2 separate regions of the Triticum aestivum genome follow, and region 1 is linked to region 2. A link is a contact called in public Hi-C data. All regions are on one chromosome and are shown on one strand. The core of a region is the stretch at or near the end of the contact, and the rest is flanking DNA. Distances in the headings are between cores, read along the strand shown.

Evidence for each region. Hi-C and Micro-C count contacts between places; a contact is called where the count stands out from the background.
Region 1: a Hi-C map of an unstated tissue shows a contact between it and region 2, with 6 times the contacts expected there. The contact joins the promoter of LOC123164500 here to the enhancer-like site in region 2. A contact is called at or near these places in 3 of 5 Hi-C or Micro-C datasets (leaf and an unstated tissue).

What each region holds. Positions count from the first base shown.
Region 1 is chr7D:128,480,852-128,488,602 of IWGSC CS RefSeq v2.1, forward strand. It overlaps LOC123164500 (alternative NAD(P)H-ubiquinone oxidoreductase C1, chloroplastic/mitochondrial), which reads right to left and starts at 5,120. Exons shown (of 12, transcript XM_044582010.1): 1 at 4,811-5,120; 2 at 4,395-4,576; 3 at 3,693-3,788; 4 at 3,425-3,491; 5 at 3,139-3,319; 6 at 2,454-2,547; 7 at 1,952-2,167; 8 at 967-1,356; 9 at 807-883; 10 at 571-674; 11 at 363-475. The coding sequence starts at 4,898. LOC123165988 reads right to left here. Exons shown (of 3, transcript XM_044583751.1): 2 at 7,368-7,751; 3 at 6,902-7,258. The coding sequence ends at 7,141.
Region 2 is chr7D:128,035,345-128,042,315 of IWGSC CS RefSeq v2.1, forward strand. It overlaps LOC123170385 (achilleol B synthase), which reads right to left. Exons shown (of 18, transcript XM_044588247.1): 9 at 6,491-6,613; 10 at 6,278-6,397; 11 at 4,771-4,869; 12 at 1,959-2,015; 13 at 1-20. Among protein-coding and RNA genes, the nearest start is that of LOC123170385, 30 kb to the right of the region's middle. Within about 2 kb of position 4,192, at least 2 of the 8 cell types and tissues checked have an H3K27ac peak or open chromatin away from gene starts, as enhancers often do.

The DNA of each region.
Region 1 (7,751 bases), core at 3,870-6,369, 450 kb after region 2:
ATTTTGGATTACAGTGAGAGTATAGGCGCAACCAGGTGTGTATTTCCATTTCCCCTTGGGCATCTTCAGTTTAGGAAATGCTAAGCCTATGAAAATCAATATGCCTTCCCGCAAAAATAAAAATAAAATCAATATGCCTTCCCACAAAAATAAATAAATCAATATGCCAACAGAAACGTCAAACATTTAGGAACAGCGTGCTTATATTCAAAATTTTCATAATGTTCGAAAGTTAGGTGCAACGTATGCTCGAAACTGAAAATTCGTACATAAAACCCGTCTCAAATACATCATCCAGCTCGCCCAATTCATGAATTAGCAGGTGCCCTTTACCATCAGGAGCCCGCAATTATGTTACTTACTGCAGTCTGCAGAGACGCAAGCGAATCAACAGCACCCTTTGCCAACCAACTGACTCCAACCTTCACCCGGTGCTCATCTGTGGGCATCCTGAGGCAGTACACGAGCTTCCTAGCTGCACAATCAGGTTAAATTTTATCACTTACATGAAAAGTTATTAAGCTAAGAAAAGGTGAAATAAACAGGCCCGCAAAGGTCCGTAGTCCATACCAGCATGCCCTACAGGCCCTTCCAAGGTCAGTCCCTCGATGAAATTTGCTGTTATCGCAGCATCATTTCTACCCAGTGTCATCATCTCACCAAGATTTTGGAACCTGGAAATGCACAGGTTGTTTCGGCTCAGCTCGTTATGCAACTTAGTAACTTTTACCACGAAAATGATCAAACATCGGCAGCTTGCTTGGTGTATCGAAATGAACAAGACAATGGTGCTGCTAGTTTCGAACCTGAACGGCAAAAGGGGCCGGTCATTGATTGCCGCCCAGAGATTCCATCCAGCGAAATCTGCTTGCTGAAAAGCAACCTGGGAGACAAAAAGAGTCATCACTAGTAACGTTAAACTGCCAATGCAGCGTCATGACAGATTCAATCCAGTAGATGCCTTACCTGTGCGTTGGCTGGGAGAAATTTTCCTGATGGGTCTCTTAGAGCTGCTGAATCACCAATTGCAAATGTTCTAGGATGGCCCTTTACTTGAAGGGTTTCCTCTGTCTCTACTTGGCCCCGGCCATTCAAAGGAATCACGTATGGGGCATCAGGAGGTTGTAACCGAAGAATCTGGGATTGTGAACCCACTGTCCATAGTACCAGATCGGCCTCCAGAACCTGGCTCTGGAGGCCTCTTTGAGCAGCTTGAAGTTCCAAAACTAGTTTCTTATCGTCACCCCCAACTTTTGCATCTGCAACCATGCTACCTGAATCCTCAGATGCATAAACCTCTCTGATGCAGTTCACCGAATATCCCAAGAAAAGTTGGATATTTTGGGACTCAAGAACCTGGTAGGAAATGCAACCAAACCAAAATTAGCTACTACCACGGAAGATAGGATTCACTTTCATTTTGGAGTTCAGCAAAGAAATCATGAAAACAATAGGCATCAAGGACCAGCACAATGATATAAATAAACAGCCTGCACTTCTCTATGCTGTATTCTACATGGTCCATAGATGAACAGTTTGGTGACAGATTAGTAAGTGGTTGCCTGGTTGGGATTTATCAAGTTAGCACTGTTGCCTAAATAATTCTATATAGTCCATAAATGAACAGTTTGATGACAGATTAGTAAGTGGTTGCCTGGTTGATATTTATCAAGTTAGCACTGTTGCATTAAAGCTGCAACAGTCTTTCAAAAGGAACAGAGAGGAGAAGAAAGAAAGAAGCCACAACATAGTTTGGCTGACGCAAAGTCTTACATTGCACATGCAGCATCTTATGTTATTATTAACTTCAGATTATAGTCTTAGGACTACTAGTGGCACCAAAAACCGAAGTAGGGAACAGAAGCTTTTTAATCTTCTGTAATAATTTCCTGAGATGATCAGATGAAGTTAATCAAAACAGTCTGTAATGTGTAGATCCTTAGGTAATCACCTTCAGAGCAGCTTCACGATTTCCTGGTGGTGCGTTAGGACAGATGGTTGTTTGAAAATTGATTGCTTTGACAGTCCCTGTGTTCTTTAATCTCTCAGAGATAGTGGCAGCTAGCTCAACACCAGAGTAACCCAGTCCCACAATGGCCACCTGAATAGGTGGGGACTTCTTACCAAACCTTCTCCTTTCTAACATTTTCAATTCACTTTCAACTTTCTGCAGATAAAATAAGGCGACATTATGATTCTTGATGATCACCATAAGTCATACAATATGAACTTGTTATACATAAACAATTGCCAGAACATGTCAACAAGAGATATATCATTAAAAACCAATAAAATCATATAATTAACGTGGATGCATCAAGAGTTACAGACATCACTGATGTATTTTAGATTAGTATCACTATCAACTTAGCAATCCCAAACAGTAGATGATAAACAGTTGAACTTAGCTTCAGCCCCTAGAGCTGTTATTTCAACAAACGCTTGATTCTTACCAAAGCATGTTCCAAAGTTGTGAAAGGAAGTGCATATTCCGCAGATCCTGGAACGACGTCAATCTTAGCTTCAGCCCCTAGAGCTAGAACGAGCCTGGCTGCCCATTCCAAAAGATATATCACCAGTTAGCTTATTCTAAACCTAGCATAGAACATCCCAACAACAACAAAAAGCTCGGCATAAAATATGAAGTAAAATACATCACTATTTTTGTTACATATTTCAATAACATCTAAAGAAAGTACTTGTATTATACAGATTAATATTGCATTATTGCTAAAGTTCCCTGATACAGAGTATTGACAGAAGATGAATCGTGGGCTGTAGAGCTACATGAGAAATTTTGATTCATATTGGATTCAGGAACAGGCTGATGTAAGGAAAGGGCGACAAATGACAATCAGGTATTATGTACGAAGAGGCAATTCCAAGAAATTTGTATGCGCAGTTGCATTGTCACTTGTGAGGTTGAAAAGGTGGGACCAGATGTACATGTCAGTAAGACACACAATGTGTTCGAAGTTTCAAAACCTTTTAGCAGCATAGAACAATCAGCCCCATGTTTAAAATAATTCATAAAGAAGAAACACTGTGAAGATAAATATAATTCTTAAATTTGTTTTTTTTTCAAAAAGCCTAAACATGACAGCTATTGCAATTCCATGGCATTTAATATCATCGTACCAATCATATTCAACAACGGTGCCACTTTCAAGATGAACAACTCCGCCAGTGCATGATACTCCAGGCTCTCTTCTTAAGTGATCAGAAGGGCGAAGAAGCTTTACACTATCCTTCACAAATTGAACACTAGTGTTCTTCAGTAGCTCTGTAAAATACGGAGCTATTTCCCAGACATCCACCTCTGGCATCCAAATTAAAGTCCAACAGTCAAAACATGAAATAATGTGAAAAGACCCCATATATAATATTACCAGCAAAAGTATTTTTACACTTGAAATTGCAGTACCTCCTGATAAGAGCTCGTACAGCATGGGCTTGAATACAAATCTGTCAGATTGATCAACTAGCATCACCTGAAACATTTGCTTCCCCCTTCTTAATTAGTCAAATGTTACATCATTTCTTTAGCAAACACACATGAGTGCATTGCAGGACATGCAGATCGAGAAAAGGTGCCAAACTACAAATACCACCAACCCCTGCTACTTCGATGTAAAAAGGGACAGCACCCGGCAAATCAATAAATTTCTAGCACAAGAGCATCATCATTTTACCTGAGGCTTGTTATTACCAGGCCATACAAGAGATTCTAGTCTCAGAGCAGTATACAGCCCACCAAATCCACCACCCAAAATGCATACCCGTGGCCGCTGAAAACAAGAGAACATATTCAGTAAATGGAACATAAGGCATATAGCAGAAGCATACCAAACTTTCTGCTGAACAATAATACTCACAAGTTGCCCTACATACAGACAAAATGCATGGAAGGACATGAACTCCGAAGCAAAATGTAAGAACACCCTGATCTAAAAAAAACATAAGGACACACAATTCCTCAAAAAACAAAAATCCCTGCAAATGAATATTCTCCCTAGCAAGCAGTTAAACTCTAGAGTTGTCATATATCAAAACAATACTAAGTTACTCAAGTGTTGTATTAAAATAAGATCTATTTGGGTATATCTGAATGAAGTGTACGAAACCAAAGTGTGTTCACTGGGACTAAGTTAGCACAAAACTGCAAACTCTACATAAACAAGTCATCAATGCTAAAACAGCTAAACAATGCCCTGTCAGGGAGTAGAGCTGTTTTTTTTTCGAAAAGGGGGAAAGGGAGAGAGAGAGGGAGTAGAGCTGTAGAGGACTTGATCCGTAAGATACACATTGATAGTATTACCAGTGTGCTAATAAAACAGGGGGGGAAATCATATAACAATGGATGTAAGGATGTGGGTAATCAAAATCCAGTCTACCTTCTTGTCTGGCCAAGAGTACAGCGGCATCGGCGCTTCATCAATTGATTGAGGACGAGAAAAGCCGCCATCCCCAGAGCCACTTGAAGCCATGCATCTGAACAGTCCAGACGGCAGCCCAAACATCGCCGGCAGCCCAAACGAGTTTTTGAGGATTGGATTCTTCCACGCATTCAAACCCCCTGTCAGAATCCAGGTGAGCAGTCAGTTAACCTGAGACAAAAATGTCACCTAACGAATCCACCCACCGCTTTTCAAATCAAATCACCCCATTCCTCAAAAACCGGAACGCGCACACGAGCACACGAACTCGGCGCAAACCCTGCTCGAGCATGACATACTACTCCACACGAGCTTAAATTAGAGAACCGTGGCCGCTACCGCTAGAAGAGAGCTGGGGGAGCTTGTGGCCTCACCGAACGGGCCGCGGAGGCGCGCCGAGGCGGGAAAGGGCCGGCTCCGGGGGGCCGACGGGCGGCCCCATGGAGCCGCGCGGCAGCTCATCGGCGGCGAGGGGGGAGACGGGTCCCGCGTGCTGTAGCCCCAGCTCCCAGCGATAGAGAGGGGTGAGGGAGAAGCACAGAAGAGGCAGAAAAGGAGTTGTCTCCGGAGAGACACGGAGCCGGCAATAGCCACGCAACGCAACGCTGCGGCTCCTCCGCCGGCCGCGTCGTCGCGGAGCCCCCGAGCCCGCTGGCTCCGTGCACGCACACCCAGCCACTCACTCACTGACGATGAGATCAGGCTTGAATACGAAACGGAGTTGGCCCATATTGCGCAAGATGGGCCTTATTTGTAGGTCGCGAGATTTCAATACAAATGGGTCTACTAAACGTCTCTTTCTTTGGCGCTGCAGGCGCCGGTTATAGCTGTTTTCTGCAAACCTATTTTTCAAATCCTATGGTTTTTGTTTTCAAATCCAATGAATTTTTCTAAAATTGCACGAACTTTTTCTCAAATTCGGTGAACTTTATTCAATTACGATGAACTGTTTTCAAATTGGATGAACTTTTTTCAAATTCGACAAACTCTTTTCATAGTTGATGAACTTATTTCGAATTTCATGAATTTTTTTAAAATTTGTGAGGTTTTCTCAAATTTATGAACTTTTTTCAATTTGTACGAATCTTTTATTTTTTTATTCGTGGTTTTAAAAAGTTTCTTGAATTTCTTTTCATATAATTTATATAAGGTATATAATACTGTACTAGCAGAGGGTTAACTAGTGTTCTTTTCTTTTGTTGGTCGTCAAAGGTAACTCAGTCTAGTGGTTATTTCATCTAGCTGCGGATCCTAGTGAGATGAGTTCGACTCACGGTTCTCTCACTTAACGAAAGCGTCTTTTTTTTCGGTGTCGAACGAAGGATTATGGGCCGACTGCACAAACAGCCCAACTACGAGCGGTGCAGGCGCCCGTTCACCTGACCGGCGCTGAAAGCGCCGATTAGGAGCTCCCCTCTTTCTTCTGCTTAATCTTGAAAAAAGGCTCTGCTGCTCTAATATGGATCGGAGGGAGTAGTATTTTTTTTTATGATGTGTTTGTTTTAGTTTGTTCAAAAAATCAATTCTAAAAAATAAGTTTGTTCAAAAAAATCGGCAGCACTTTATTTATTTATTCAATACAAAATATGTTTGTGGATGCGTAAAATTCACTTATAGGTAGGTCTTTCTGTTGACACAAAATATATATTCGAGACATCATCTGGTCTCAACAATTCGTTGTTTTGGCCAATCACAACTCTCAACCCAAACCCTGAGTAATTTGTTGTTTTTCATCATGTTTGTGAAAGAAATATATGGAACTTCCAGCACTAAGCTAATTAATGATTTAAATCCTTTGCATAGTCATCCAAGAACTCAATTGGCTCGGTGCTACTAATGTACTCCCTCTGTCCCAAAATAAGTGCCTCAAGTTTAATACAACTTTGTACTAAAGTTAGTACAAAGTTTAGACACTTATTTTGGGACAAAGGGAGTAGTATTGAGCATACAGAAAATGACAATGTATTGAATCTGGTTTTTTTTTTTGAGGGGAAGTATTAAATCTTTTTCAATATAGAAAAGAAACTTCTGCGACATCTGCATCACATGGTGCACACCCCTAATATTTTATTATGAGATTTTAAATTTGGGAATGAAAATATGAAAAAAGAAGCTAGATAAAAGTTTAATGAAAATCAAGTGTTGTAAAGCCTGCTACTAAATCCTCGTTGTCTATTTATGTACACCTAGAATGAAAATATATATTGCCGGAAATCCATACGCGCATGCCACGAAACAATGTACATGCATGACTGCCACTAAAAACATTGGCCAGTCAGTTTTTTGAAAATTGGAACAACGGGCTACCACGTCGATTTGCCATTAAAGAAACCATCAAAGCATTTTACCAAAAGTCCATACATCAAACGTCAAGAAACTAAAACAGATCCCGCAGGGAAAAAAAACATAAAGACAGCGAGGTAAGCTACTAGCCACAGACTATCGGCCAGTCAGATGCGAAAACGGTACGGTAGGACATCCTGTTTATCTCGTGTAGCTGACTACCCACATATAGCGGCAAAACAAGTTGGTTCTGAAACGCTGGATGAAAGACAAGTGATTCTAATGACAGAAACGGCCATGGCAATGAACCTCTCATCACACCGACCGTAGTTCAGGTTATATAATCACAACTCACAAGGCCTTCACTGACAGAGTAAAGATCATCGTCCTCGTAGTCATCAGCAGCACTTCAGCAGTGTGATCATCGTCGTCCTCCTCGGTCACGGATTATATTGCGTTCATCCCACAGAAGGCAGGAGCAGGTTGCCTTCTTGTCCTTCCATTCTTTCCCACAGGTGTAGCAGAACTCATAGCCGCACCTGCCAGAAGCAAAAAACAGGATGAGCATTAGCGCGCAAAGGACATCCCAGAGACTAAGGAACAGCCTGACATGAAAAAAACACTGAACAACCAGAGGCAAATACTTACACGCAGGTGATATGGTAGCAACCCTCAGCGAGCTCGATCAGGTGCTTGCATTTGACGCACTGGCGCCACGACCGCCGCTGCGCAAGGTTCTGTAGAGCATGAGGGTACCTTCTCTTGTAGTCAACGCAACTTATCCCGTAATGCCATGGGACCTTACATTTGACGCAGAACAAGCGCCCGCATTTCACGCACTTCCCCAACGTCTCGGCTCCAGCATCAGGTTCTTGCAGTGGGTGTATCGCTTCACTCGAGGACATTAAGGCTGAGCACCTGGCATTCGGGCAGTAAACCTTCTGAGTAGGAGGGATTTGTGCTTCCCTGATACGTTGCGCCATGGTCTCTAACAGTTGTGGTGACAGGAATATCTTTGAACCCTCCACGGTT
Region 2 (6,971 bases), core at 2,942-5,441:
GACTCAGAAGGGTTAAGAACCTATTACAAAAAATCCATGTTAGTGTACGACCAGTTAAAACATGTAAAAGAAAATCATTTGGGCATACTGAATAGATACAATGCAGAAGACGAAAGCAATAACCTATGAGCATAGAAAGTAGAAGTGGATAAAATGAATGCTGGAAATAAACACGTATTCACCAGTTTGAACTACAGTATTACTCCTACATTATGTTTTGCGGGTGCCACCGCCCCCTCCCCCCCACCCTCGACCCCGGGATCCCTCCCCGGCGCTTTTTGGGCGTCCCCTCCAGCTGCTGCCTGAGCCTGCCTGTCCGGAGGTGATCCAGCGTTCCTGGCCATGGCCATGGATGCCATCCCCTGCAACCTTCCCCACCACTCGCGGCGGCACGGGGCAGCCTCTGTTGTTGCTGCTGTCGGCCATGGGTGGGGTGTGGGTCCTGCGGCTGGTTGCGAGGGTGTTCGCGGCCTGCGACCTTCTCTGTGCAGGCGCCCCCCTCGTCTCCGGCGGCACTCCCTCTCCCCGAGTCACGGTGACGGCTCTCGGACGAAGGCGACGATGTGTATGTGGTTATGGTCGGCACGGGACATCTTGTGGTGGGTCCTTGCTGGCGCTGTCCCGGCCCGGCGGTCTCGGGCCCGCGTCTCTCCGGTTTCCCTGCCGTCGGAGTCCTCTATTGGGCAGCTCCGGCCTCGGTGACCGAGTGGCTGCGTCCCTTCCAGCTCACTTGGCTCACCGAAGTCCCGATGGCTAAGGCCACGGCAGCTCGGATCTGCGTCCCTCCAGTCCTAGCTTGCCGACGTTGCTGGACGCCGTCGCCCCAACCCCGCCGCTTGGTGCACCTCGTCGCCTGCCCTACCCAGTACGCCTCAAAACTTTCTCCTTTTGCCAGATCTGTTGCTCGTGGGTCCGGAGGCGGTGCCACCCTCCGTCGGTAGGTGCAGCCCTGCCAAGCCCCTTCCGCCATGGTGCTGCCGACCATTGTCGGCTCCCTCATCTTCGATTACAGATTCATCGGCTATGGGATTGCTCAGCTTCAGGCCAAGGAGAGATCTCTGCTCGGCTTGCCAGTGCTGGCAACGACAGTGCCCGCGGGTGTCGTTTCCTCCTTGGAGGCGTTGCCAAGGCCTTAAGCTGCGCCCCTCTTCGAACTCGGGAAACCCTAGGTCCGGTTTCTCCGGACCGGATGGCGACGGCGTCTCGACGTCGTTTTCCTTCTTGAAGGCGCTATCTTGCTTCCCGCGGTGTTCGTTGTATTAGCTCGGGTGATGTTGGAGTTCTTGCTGGTTCGGCATGCCCGCTCTTGGTTTGGGTTTGGTAGGTTTAGTTGTATTGTATCATCTATTCGGGCCGAGCATCCCTTGTCTCTCTGCTCCGGGCACCATGTTCATGCCTGCCTCCGTTCGTGTCATGTGTTGTATCCCTCGCTGTACTCATTCTATTCCTTCTATCAATGGAAAGATATGCAAGCTTTGCGTATTCGCGAAAAAAATACATTATGTTCTGCAAAAATAGTATTCTTTTTTGTAATGATATCATATGCCTATGGGTTCCACCATTAGTATAGAGGGTACCTGCTTCATAAACTAGACCTAATTACTGTTTGTCATCTATAGATACTGCATTGTTTGTCATTGCACTACAAGTTGTCATTTGGGGTGATAAATTTTTTATTGAGAAGCTAAGGTTCTAGTCTCTATGGTATTGGAGTGTGATGTCCATATGGCAAGTTATTTATATGTAGTTGATAAATAGTAATTCGGGTCAAGAAGTGGATAAATTTGTGTCTCTACTCTGAATTTGTAAATTTGAATTGCTTACCTTGACTGTATGATAATTTTATGTACACAGGGGGCAGTTTTCTAACCTGGTCACATGCAACTGAAATATAGAGTCCCCACAACATTGTACACTTACTTTTCCATAAAACATAAGTATAACAGTAAAATACTCACCTCTAGCATAGATGTAGTTCTCTTGCACTCGTACGTAGAAAAGGTACCATCTTTATTCTTCAAATAAGAATAAAGTATTATCAATAATCATTGATGTGAAGTTAAAGGTTAAATGACATCAAGAGAAGATATAAATCATAGGTAGCCATTATTTCAAAAAAAAAGTACATCAATTTTACTGAAAATAAGAGGATTTGTTGTAAGACAACATATAATCTTGTAACCAAATAAATAGGCAAAAAACAATAGTAATTTCAGTAAGTTAGTACAAAGTTGGGTCATCTATTTTGGAACGGAGGGAGTAATAATAAGTTCAAGGACCGCCATGTGATCTTACCACGTTAAGCATGTCTATAAACGTTGGATTGGTCAGGACATCAGGTGACTGACTGACTGACGTACTTCAAGGACCAAAATCAACCATTTCAAAGCACAATCATCTATTTAAAACCTCTCGCACATTTTTTATGAACCAATGTGTATTTTACTCGTCCACTGATAAGTTATTACCTTCACTGCTTGCACGCAGTTTTACCCCTTGGCGACATAAATTTCAATGTAATTCATATGTCTGTATTACTAGCACATATGCCCGTGCATTGCAACGGGAGAGAAAATCGCATACTCCTAGCACAATAAGCACGACTCAAGACTCCTTTGCAAGTCCAAGTTATCTATTTGAACCCCTTCGCAGGTCCAAATTATCTATTTGAACATAGCGTCACATCTGTGTTGTGGTTTATCCTCCTTCCCGTCTTCATTGACCATGGTCACGGTATCCACCTGATCACAATGCGTCTGAATGTGGTCAATTTCAAGGTGATGATCTAGGCCACCACACACCAGTACCTGAACTACGCCATCGCAAGTTAATGTCTAATAGTTTTTTTGACCCTGGTTAATGTCTAATAGTTATAAAACTAATCTCGTCAAACTGGGTGTGACAACTGTCCTTCCCGAGCTATTGTGTACTCCTAGTCCATACACCACCCCTCTTATGCCAACTCACTTTAAAATCGTATATTTGTTTTTCAAAATTCATCAGCATTCTTTTTAAAACACGAACACCTTTTTAAAGAGCATGCATATTTTAAAATTACGAATATATTTTTAAGCACGTGAACACTTTTATAATTACATGATTTTTAGAAAAGGTTGAATATATTTTAAATGATATAAACATTATTTTAATACATGAACACTTTTCTTAATATACTACACAAATATTTTAAGATGCATGAATGATTCCAAAAAAATACATAACATTTTTCAAAAGGTAGAAGACATTTTAAATGACACAAAAAAATTAAACTTTTTGTGAGGATGCCAATCTTTTTGCGAATACTAATTGAATTAGTATTGCAAGTGATCGGTATGCACGCCCAATATACATATATATATTTTTAGGGGACTCGCCAACATATATTTTAACAACTCGTTGTATACTCGATTCTTCTTTTAATTCAGTTCTCTTAGTTACTCTTTTAATTCCTTTCCTTCCTGAGGAAGGGCCAAATTTATTCCTTCCCTTAATTTCTTTCCTTCCGAAGGCAAGTCGAATTTTATTCCTTATTTTACAATTCTTTTATTCCTTTTTTAATTCTTTTTCTTATTCCTTATGCAAGGCTGAATTTATTCCTTCTTTTATTTTCTTTCCTTTTCTTAATTTATTTCCTTCCGAAGGCAAGGCGAACTCTATTTCTTCTTTTAATTATTTTCCTTATTGAGGCATGGCTGAATTGATTCATTCTTTTATTTCCTTTCCTTCCCGAGGGAAGGCCCGATTTCCTTCTTTTTGTTCTTTCCTCCTAGGGCCTTATGTTACTATTGTTGAGGCGGCTTGCTAATTTTAGATCACAAAACATGTATAAATTGGTGGGATGAGATGCAAGGAGGCGAGGTGGGACTATTTAATAGAAGAATGAATTTTCAATTTTACATAAAATCATGTTGTAGCCTGGTGGATTGTAGTCTTTGAGAAAACCTGCAGGTGCTGGGTTCGATCCCCCACTGCAGTGCTTTTTTTTCTCCGCGTTGCTACGCTGCATGGAATATGCCACTGTTTGCCTTTTTTTCTCCCTTAATTTACATGAAATTACTTGGGCTATAGAGCAGCGGGCTGAGTACACGGGCTGAGGCCCAAGAGGGTGACCGTTGAGGTTACCGCGCTGGGATCTGGAGAAGGGTGGACGTTGAAAAAAAAAGATTTTCCGCGAGGCCCTATAGAATAAAAGGCGTTTTTCTTTGTTTTGCTACAAAGGTAGCTTGCTAGGTCGGGTGGTTTGCGCGAGCGCTCTTGAAGTACGCGGGCAGGGTTCGAGTCCTCGTAATGCATTTTAATTTACGGCACACAAATTTTTTTTCAACACAAAAACAACGGGCGGAAAAAAGAGAACGTACGGACGAAAAAAGAGCACGTTCGAAAACACACCTAAAGGATGAAAAAAAGTGGAGAAACGATCCGTCCTTAAGTAAAGATAAATATTTTATTTATTTATATGCAATATTGGCATAAATTTGAACTGCACAAGACACTTACAAATATCTTTGATACGTTTTTCTCAAGCTATGTGTTTTAACCATTTTTTTCATGTTATGGTTAATCCAACGGCAACTTGTTTTCCTTGCCTTGACCTCTAGGCATGACCACACCGTCTGCATTTGTAAGTATGGCTATAGAAGGGCTAATAGGTCCCGCAAAAAAGAGCTAATATAAGTGGATTGGGTTATGTACCATTTAGACATGGTACGTCCCAAAAATAACAAAAGCAAATATAAGAGCATGTAAACATGATTCATGTTAGAGACGTACCATGAAAGAAAGCACGCAATCCACTGCGTCATACAATCTTTCTCCTTTCATGGGTTCCCCCACAAGATTAGGAGAAATCGTTGACAAAAGCAGTAAGGCCTGAAGCCCAATTCACCGATCCGTCCTTAAGTAAAGATAAATATTTTATTTATTTATATGCAATATTGGCATAAATTTGAACTGCACAAGACACTTACAAATATCTTTGATACGTTTTTCTCAAGCTATGTGTTTTAACCATTTTTTTCATGTTATGGTTAATCCAACGGCAACTTGTTTTCCTTGCCTTGACCTCTAGGCATGACCACACCGTCTGCATTTGTAAGTATGGCTATAGAAGGGCTAATAGGTCCCGCAAAAAAGAGCTAATATAAGTGGATTGGGTTATGTACCATTTAGACATGGTACGTCCCAAAAATAACAAAAGCAAATATAAGAGCATGTAAACATGATTCATGTTAGAGACGTACCATGAAAGAAAGCACGCAATCCACTGCGTCATACAATCTTTCTCCTTTCATGGGTTCCCCCACAAGATTAGGAGAAATCGTTGACAAAAGCAGTAAGGCCTGAAGCCCAATTCACCGATCCGTCCTTAAGTAAAGATAAATATTTTATTTATTTATATGCAATATTGGCATAAATTTGAACTGCACAAGACACTTACAAATATCTTTGATACGTTTTTCTCAAGCTATGTGTTTTAACCATTTTTTTCATGTTATGGTTAATCCAACGGCAACTTGTTTTCCTTGCCTTGACCTCTAGGCATGACCACACCGTCTGCATTTGTAAGTATGGCTATAGAAGGGCTAATAGGTCCCGCAAAAAAGAGCTAATATAAGTGGATTGGGTTATGTACCATTTAGACATGGTACGTCCCAAAAATAACAAAAGCAAATATAAGAGCATGTAAACATGATTCATGTTAGAGACGTACCATGAAAGAAAGCACGCAATCCACTGCGTCATACAATCTTTCTCCTTTCATGGGTTCCCCCACAAGATTAGGAGAAATCGTTGACAAAAGCAGTAAGGCCTGAAGACGTTAGAAATATTTTCAAAATCTGTTATGAAAGTAATGACATCTCCACATAGCCCAAAAGTTAGCACATTGAGCACTTAAAATAATCGGACTTTTTCACAAATTTTCTTGACATAATGGAAAAAGTGCACTTGAAGTTCTATGTGTACATATAATACAGAAAAAAGAAAATAAAGATGATTGTATTATTTACGTGCAAGAATCTGCATTCTCCTTTTCCGCATAAATTCAATAAATTCTTGGGAATTTTTTAAATAATTCACCATTCCAATGTGCAAGCTAAACATATACTAATGCACTTAGTTAAGCTGATTAAATTGATTTTTAGATTGGTCTCGATAAAACCATACAAGTTTTCCATGAACCACAAGACTACTACACTTAGTAATAGTTTTTTTTACCATGAAAGAACATATGCCACTCTTCTAGATTAAGATCATATCAAAAGTAACTTATCTTGACCTTAAGTGCTTCTGCAGTACAATCTGATACAGACCAACCATTATCCGCTGTTGAAAGTGTCCATGAACCTTTTGATCTGTGGCGGTAATAAGCTTCACTATCAGGATGGTCCTCAAGAATCTGTAAGTAAAAAACTGATGTCAAATTTAGCATTCTAATATTGTTTTATTTACAATATGTATGTTAGGACTAAGGAGATATATAATATTGAACCTGTGATCTTTTAATGAACTCATGGGCTTTCCGAAGTGTCGGAGCAAACTCATTAACAAGGTCTGTTGAACAATATGCTTGTACAATAAAAGCTATCTCCCAACTTTGACAACCATCGTATACCTGTTGCAAAAGAATTAGGTAAAACACACACATGTCGCTTCATAGAACAACTTTAATACACAAAAATTGCACATGTGAATTTAAAGAAGTTCCGTGTAAAAGACAAGGAAATTATATATAAAGAAGTACTGAAAAATGTTGACAACTTATTAAAAAGCAGCATCACATATTTTAATAGAAACACACAAACTCGGTAACTACTGCCATGAAGATGGTCTGACGAGACATATCATGAACAATAGGAAAATTGTTAGTGTAATGTGTAATTTTGTTTTTAAGTTAAGTGGGTAAGTCGAAATATCATTTGCACATTTCAGTGAATGCTTTGGCAAGTGATGTGGTCCTGTTGGGAGCATCC